2 separate regions of the Macaca mulatta genome follow, and region 1 is linked to region 2. The links are chromatin contacts, called in public Hi-C maps. All regions are on one chromosome and are shown on one strand. Each heading gives the region's core, a stretch centred on a gene start, on an enhancer-like site or on the middle of the called end of the contact. The rest is flanking DNA. Distances are from core to core; before and after follow the strand shown. Region 1 holds the start of DNAJC16 (DnaJ heat shock protein family (Hsp40) member C16). Region 2 holds the start of DDI2 (DDI proteasomal shuttling factor 2).

The links. A called contact is a pair of places that touch in the nucleus more often than the background predicts.
Region 1: a Hi-C map of cortical neurons shows a contact between it and region 2, with 2.4 times the contacts expected there. The contact joins the promoter of DNAJC16 here to the promoter of DDI2 in region 2. A contact is called at or near these places in 2 of 14 Hi-C or Micro-C datasets (cortical neurons and liver).

The regions. Positions count from the first base shown.
Region 1 is chr1:225,514,079-225,516,877 of T2T-MMU8v2.0, forward strand. DNAJC16 (DnaJ heat shock protein family (Hsp40) member C16) reads right to left here and starts at 1,459. Exons shown (of 15, transcript XM_015118651.3): 1 at 1,305-1,459.
Region 2 is chr1:225,423,759-225,426,745 of T2T-MMU8v2.0, forward strand. DDI2 (DDI proteasomal shuttling factor 2) reads right to left here and starts at 1,718. Exons shown (of 10, transcript XM_015119175.3): 1 at 1,370-1,718. The coding sequence starts at 1,507.

The DNA.
Region 1 (2,799 bases), core at 209-2,708, 90 kb after region 2:
CAGCCTCCCGAGTAGCTGGGATTACAGGCATGCACCACCATGCTTAGCTAATTTTTTGTATTTTTAGTAGAGACGGGGTTTCACCATATTGGCCAGGCTGGTTTTGAACTCTTGACCTCAGGTGATCCACCTGTCTCGGCTCCCAAATTGTTGGGATTACAGGCGTGAGCCATCGTGCCGGCCAATATGGTCATTATTAATGGAAACCTCAGATGAGAAAAAGTGGCAAGAAAAAATTCAGTTTTCCATGTGAAGAAGAATTAATGGCAAAGACCAAATAGCAGACATGATCTTTAAAAGTTTTAAGCTCCATCTCTGGTGAGTACATTGTGAATTTTGGAAATAATCCTGGCTGGTTAACGAACAGGGTAGTGCTGGAATTGTGGATATGTATACTCCACAATTATGATCGCTGTTATACCCTATGATGTTTTTCTCAATTTATCTTGATTTCTCATAAGCTAATACAGTTTTAAGGTTCAAATGTCTACTGTGACACCTTACTGAAGAGGGGCAAAGCTATAACAGTGGTAGATTTCCGTAAGTGCAAGTTTAATGCCGCCTGGGGGTCCTCACAAAATTGACTAATCTAATGATCAATGTTTAAAATTGCATACGTGCTGAATAAAATCCTAAAACAAACCAGTTTCTTCTTTGTTAAGGCAATCTATTATAGCCTACAAAACACGTGAAGGCGATGTAGCTACTGGTTAAGCATATGGGTTGAAGGCTGGGATCTACTCTCCCCTACTGTATTACCTTGGGCAAATTATTTAAACTTGCTAAGCATCAGCGTCCTTATTCATAAAATCGGAATGAATACTACTACCTTTAGTCCCCATCATGTGGGGACTAAATGCATCTAAAGGGTTTACTGAGCCCAGAGTCAACAGTCAATAAATGGTCGTTAGTGCTATTATTTCTACCATGCAGTACGACCACTGCCTTATTTAACTGTGTCAGTTCCTTCCAGTTAGAGGGCCCGAGTGGCGGCGGTCTGGGAAGTTCTTTCGCTGACATGCGAGATAGACGGCGCCGACCTCGGAGCAGCAAACACCTGCCCAACAGGTAGGCTGCCAACCCTCTGGGTAGCATCTCCAGGACCAGGAAGAGGCTCCCAGAGACACGCTCCAGGTCTAAAACCCGCCTCGCGCTCCCGCCGGAGGTCGCAACCCTACAGGAGACAACCCCCTCCCCCGCCGCCCTCCGAGAGCCCAGGGCCCGGCCCTGTTGGCTCCCGGCTCCCCCCGGGCCCGGCAGTGACTGGAAACAAGAAGGAACTGAGGGGAAATCCCTGAGTCGACCTGGCCCCGCCGCGTCCGCGGTTCCGCGCGTCACGCCGGGAAGGAGTTACCGGGAAAGTACACCGGCCCAACCGGCTGCAGCGTCCGTGCTCCAGTTAGTTCGCCGGGCCGGGAGCTTCCCGTCCACAACAGCGCTCGCCCGGGCCTGGGGAGGGAAAAGAGGCGGGGACAAGTCCGAGGGGAGTCACGTGACGCTTAAAGGTCCATCGCACTGAAGGCGAGGACTGAACAGGTCGAGGGTTTCTACTTGGCAAATATATTTGACCCTTGCCACTCGCCGTCTACGCGTGGACCTGGGGCGGTTGCTATAGGAACCAGGGGCGCTCTTTGGTTGCTTCCAAAGGGTTGATCGTGACCAAAGAGGCCAAAACGTGCCTCCTAGCGAGGCGAAGTCGCTATGCATGATGGGATGCCAGAAGGACCTCCTCTATCCAGGAAGGTGTTTCCGCTGCTACCGAGAGATGGCCCTCGTCTAGCAACAGTTGCTAGGATGGGGACGCAATCTCTGGTCCCTATTCTCTTTAACCCTATTCATAGAATCCTAGAGCGTCAGATTGGAAGGGACCCTAGGGATTCTTTAACTCTCCAACTCCTCCAATATTGATAAGGAGACTGAGGTCCAGAGAGGGGCAGGGATTTGCCCAAGGCCTAGAATCCAGGATTCCTTTTATTTTTGTTTACTGATTTTTTTTTTTTTGAGTTGAGAGAATCCAGGACTCCTAATCCCGTTTACCGAAAGGCGAGCTCCACCCAAGAATGTACCGGTCTCTGCCTTAAGCACGGGGAAAGGGCGGTGGGGGTTGGGAGAGGGATAAGGCACAGGTGAGGGAAACTTTCTTTGAGCCAATGAGATAGATGCCTTGGGGATATAAAGAGCTTTCATCTCTCTGCCCTGTTTTTATTTTTTTCTCTTTGCATTTATCACTAACATACTATGTCTTTTATTTATTTATATAGTTTATCACCTGATCCTTCCACTGGAATGTAAACTCTAAAAGCAGGGATTTTGTTTTGTTCACCTCCATGTTCTCAGTGTTTGACTACAGCCTCAATAAATATTCGGAAAGACCGGGCGCAGTGGCTCAAGCCTGTAATTCCAGCACTTTGGGAGGCCGAGACGGGCGGGTCATGAGGTCAGGAGATCGAGACCATCCTGGCTAACACGGTGAAACCCCGTCTCTACTAAAAAATACAAAAAAACTAGCCGGGCCAGGTGGCGGGCGCCTGTAGTCCCAGCTACTCAGGAGGCTGAGGCAGGAGAATGGCGTAAACCCGGGAGGCGGAGCTTGCAGTGAGCCGAGATCGCACCACTGCACTCCAGCCTGGGCAACAGAGCGAGACTCCGTCTCAAAAAAAAAAAACAAAATTCGGAGAATAAGTGAACGAATGGGGCTGAGGTTTTGCTGCTCAAGCGATTATATTCTAAGGTGGACTCTTGGATTTTAAAAGTGTGGCTTGTCGAGTCAGGTTTCGGGTTTCAATCCTGCCTGCCTCG
Region 2 (2,987 bases), core at 468-2,967:
CCACTGCACTCCAGCATGGACGACAGAGCGAGACTCCGTCTCAACAAAAAAGAAAAAGAAGGAAAAAAAAATTGAAGAGTTGATTTTCTCTATTTAAGCAGTCCTTTCCCAGTTCTCCACGAGGCATTAACTGACAGGAACTGGTTCCTGAGCTTTTGTGGATTAACTTTTGAAATTCTTTCTGAACAGCTTTATGCCAAGGTTCTAAAGTTCACATTGTGTAAAGGAATCATACTTCTGAACAAAATATTGACACATGTGTTTACCATAACACAGCAAAACAAGCTGTAGTTGGGCAATCGTTTTGTAAACTATTTCATAACTGCAGTAGAAAATCAAGATTTACATGATGGAGCCTTGGGAGACTTCTGTAATTTTCTTAATGTTTAGACTACGTTCTCTAGGCTAAATTTATTAAGTCATGATCTAAGGGTTTTAGTGTAAAGTTTACAGGGTTATTGTCACCGATTCTGTTTGATAAAGACTAGGGGCAGCCCCAAAGCATTTTGAGAATTACTTTGCTTAGTTAAAATATGAGAGGTTGAACTTCTTTCCAGCAAAGCAAGCTGAGTAGGGAAATGAAACCACCAAACAGCAGATATTAGGCCGTTTCCAAGCACATATCCTTTTAAAGCATTGAGCTTTGAACTGACCCAAACTCTGAACTGTGGCCTGAAAGAAAATGGGCCCTCTGGCTTACTACCAGGGTAGAACCGAAAGAAACAAACAGCTTGAGTTGAACCAACAGGTACTGTTTTTCAAAAGAATTTAACCAGAAACGCATGTAGTGGGTAAAGAGCACTTCCAAAGACCCCAAAACGAGGTAGTGCAAGTCTTAAACTTTTTCTTTCACCGGAAGTGCAAATCTGTGCATTTAAACTGCGTATATTTAAGCAGAAACCCTCTCCAAAAAAAAAAAAAAAAGAGAGAGAGAAGCAGAGGAACATCTATCTACCACAGTGATCCAAACTGGTATTTCTGGTTTGCAGGACGTATGAACCCTAGCAAACCCAGGGCTGCTTCTGAGGTCCACAACGATATCCTACACTCGGGATCAGAAAAAGGGCCAAAGAGCCAAAGGTGAGGAGGGTTAGCGCTGCTCTACAGTCCACGCGCCCCTCACGCTGCAGTGGGTGCGTCTGCGGTCAGGTTCTCCGCTCCCTCTCCTCGTACCCCACCCCACGCTCGGGGTGTGTGAGGGCAGCTACCGATGCCAGCTCCCCAACTCCTTCCCGGATGCGGGGGTGACCTGAGAATGGCTATCCCTGCTCACCCCAGCCCCCAATTCTTCACCAGTAGCAAAGGGAGTGCGGCCCCGAGGCGGGGAGGGCTTAGCTCCGGGGCAGGCCCGGCTCGCTGCCCGGCGTACCTGGCTCTCGGCTGCGGGGATGCCAGACTCGAGCTCGCACAGCGCGCGGAAGTTGTGCAGCTCGAAGTCGGCGTCGACCTGGAGGGAAAAGGTCACCTCGGAGAGGTCCCTCCGCACACAGTACACGGTGAGCAGCATGGCCCGGGCCCGACCCGGCTCGGCCCGGCCTGGGCGCGGGGCGCAGGGGAAGAGGCGGCGGCGTGGCCTGGCTGGTGCTGCGGAAGGCCGGCGCGGGCTGCTCGCTCGCTCGCTCGCTCGCTCGCTCCCTCCCTCACACACGCTCAGTGAGTCACTCCCGCCCGCCCTCACTAGCAAGCACGGCCGCCGCCACCCGCCTGCGAGTCCGTCTGCCTGCCCGCCTGCCTCCCACGGCTGCCGCCAAGCGCGCCGCCCGCCCGGCGCCCCGCCCCGCCGCAACTCGGCTGCCGTAAAGCCCGCCTCGCCTTCCCCGCCTTCGCGACGCAGCGGGGGGCGGGGACTGGAAGGGGAGGAGGAAGCCTGGAGAAGATAGGAGGGGGAGGAGTGGGAAGGGGGCGTGGGAGGGGAGAGGGAGGAAGGGCGAGAAAAGGGGAGGGAAGAAAAGGAACGCGGAGAAGGAAATCTCTGCTGACTGGTTGACTTAATGACTGAGGTCTGTGGAGGAGTCCCCAGTCTTATTTGTTCACCGAACAGGCATTAAGTGCCTACCACGTGTCGGGCGCCGGCGACGCAGAAATGAATAAAAAGATAAATCCTTCTCCGTAACTCTCAATCTAGTACAGGAGTTAGTAATAAAAACGTATTTTTCGTGGTAGAAATTGAGGCTCCGAGAGAGTAATTCACTTCCTGTCTCAGTGATTTAGGATTAAAACCAAAATCATTACCCTCCCTAGTCTATAGAAGCCAGTTGGCTGTGGCCCACGCCTACCTCCCCAGCCCCTTCTCCCGAGCTCTTCCCACATTCTCTGCCCTCCCAACCACATAGCTCAGTTCCTACAAGGCTCCATTCCCCTGTCTTGTAAATAGTTTTCTCTCTACTTGGACTGTCTGTTTCCTAGCCCTAGCAACCTCTACCACCTAGCGCAGTGCCTTTTTGGGCACAGCTTAGAATCTGCTCAATAAATATTTGCTACTTTAATGGCCTGTTTAAGGCACATAGCTGATGAGTGATAGAGACCCAGAACTAACGTGCGGATGAGTAAGAAAACCAAAATTGAAAGATGAATTTGTAATGGATGCCAGATTAGCATCTTTCCATTTACTCCCACTCCCCCGTCCATGTAGGGAGCCCTTTTCCATTTTAACAGGAGAGAAGGAGCAAATAAGATGGCTGTGGGTGCAGGTAAGTAGGTAGTAAGTAGGCTGTTGGTGCAGGAAAGGGAGAATTAGCAGCCGAAGGCTTTTACGAAGAGAAAGTAGAGGAACAGGGTAGTGAGAATGCTTATATCGCCTACGAGCAACGGAAAGCTTGACTATCAGTGGCTTAAACAAACAAGGGTTTATTTTCTCACAGGAGAGAAGGCCTGGAGGTAGCAACAGCATTGGTTGAGTGGCTCACTGAAATTAGGGTCAATACCTCTGTAATTGTTTTGACTGTTTCCTGAGGGTTGCAATATATGGCTGGCTGCCTCCACGCCAT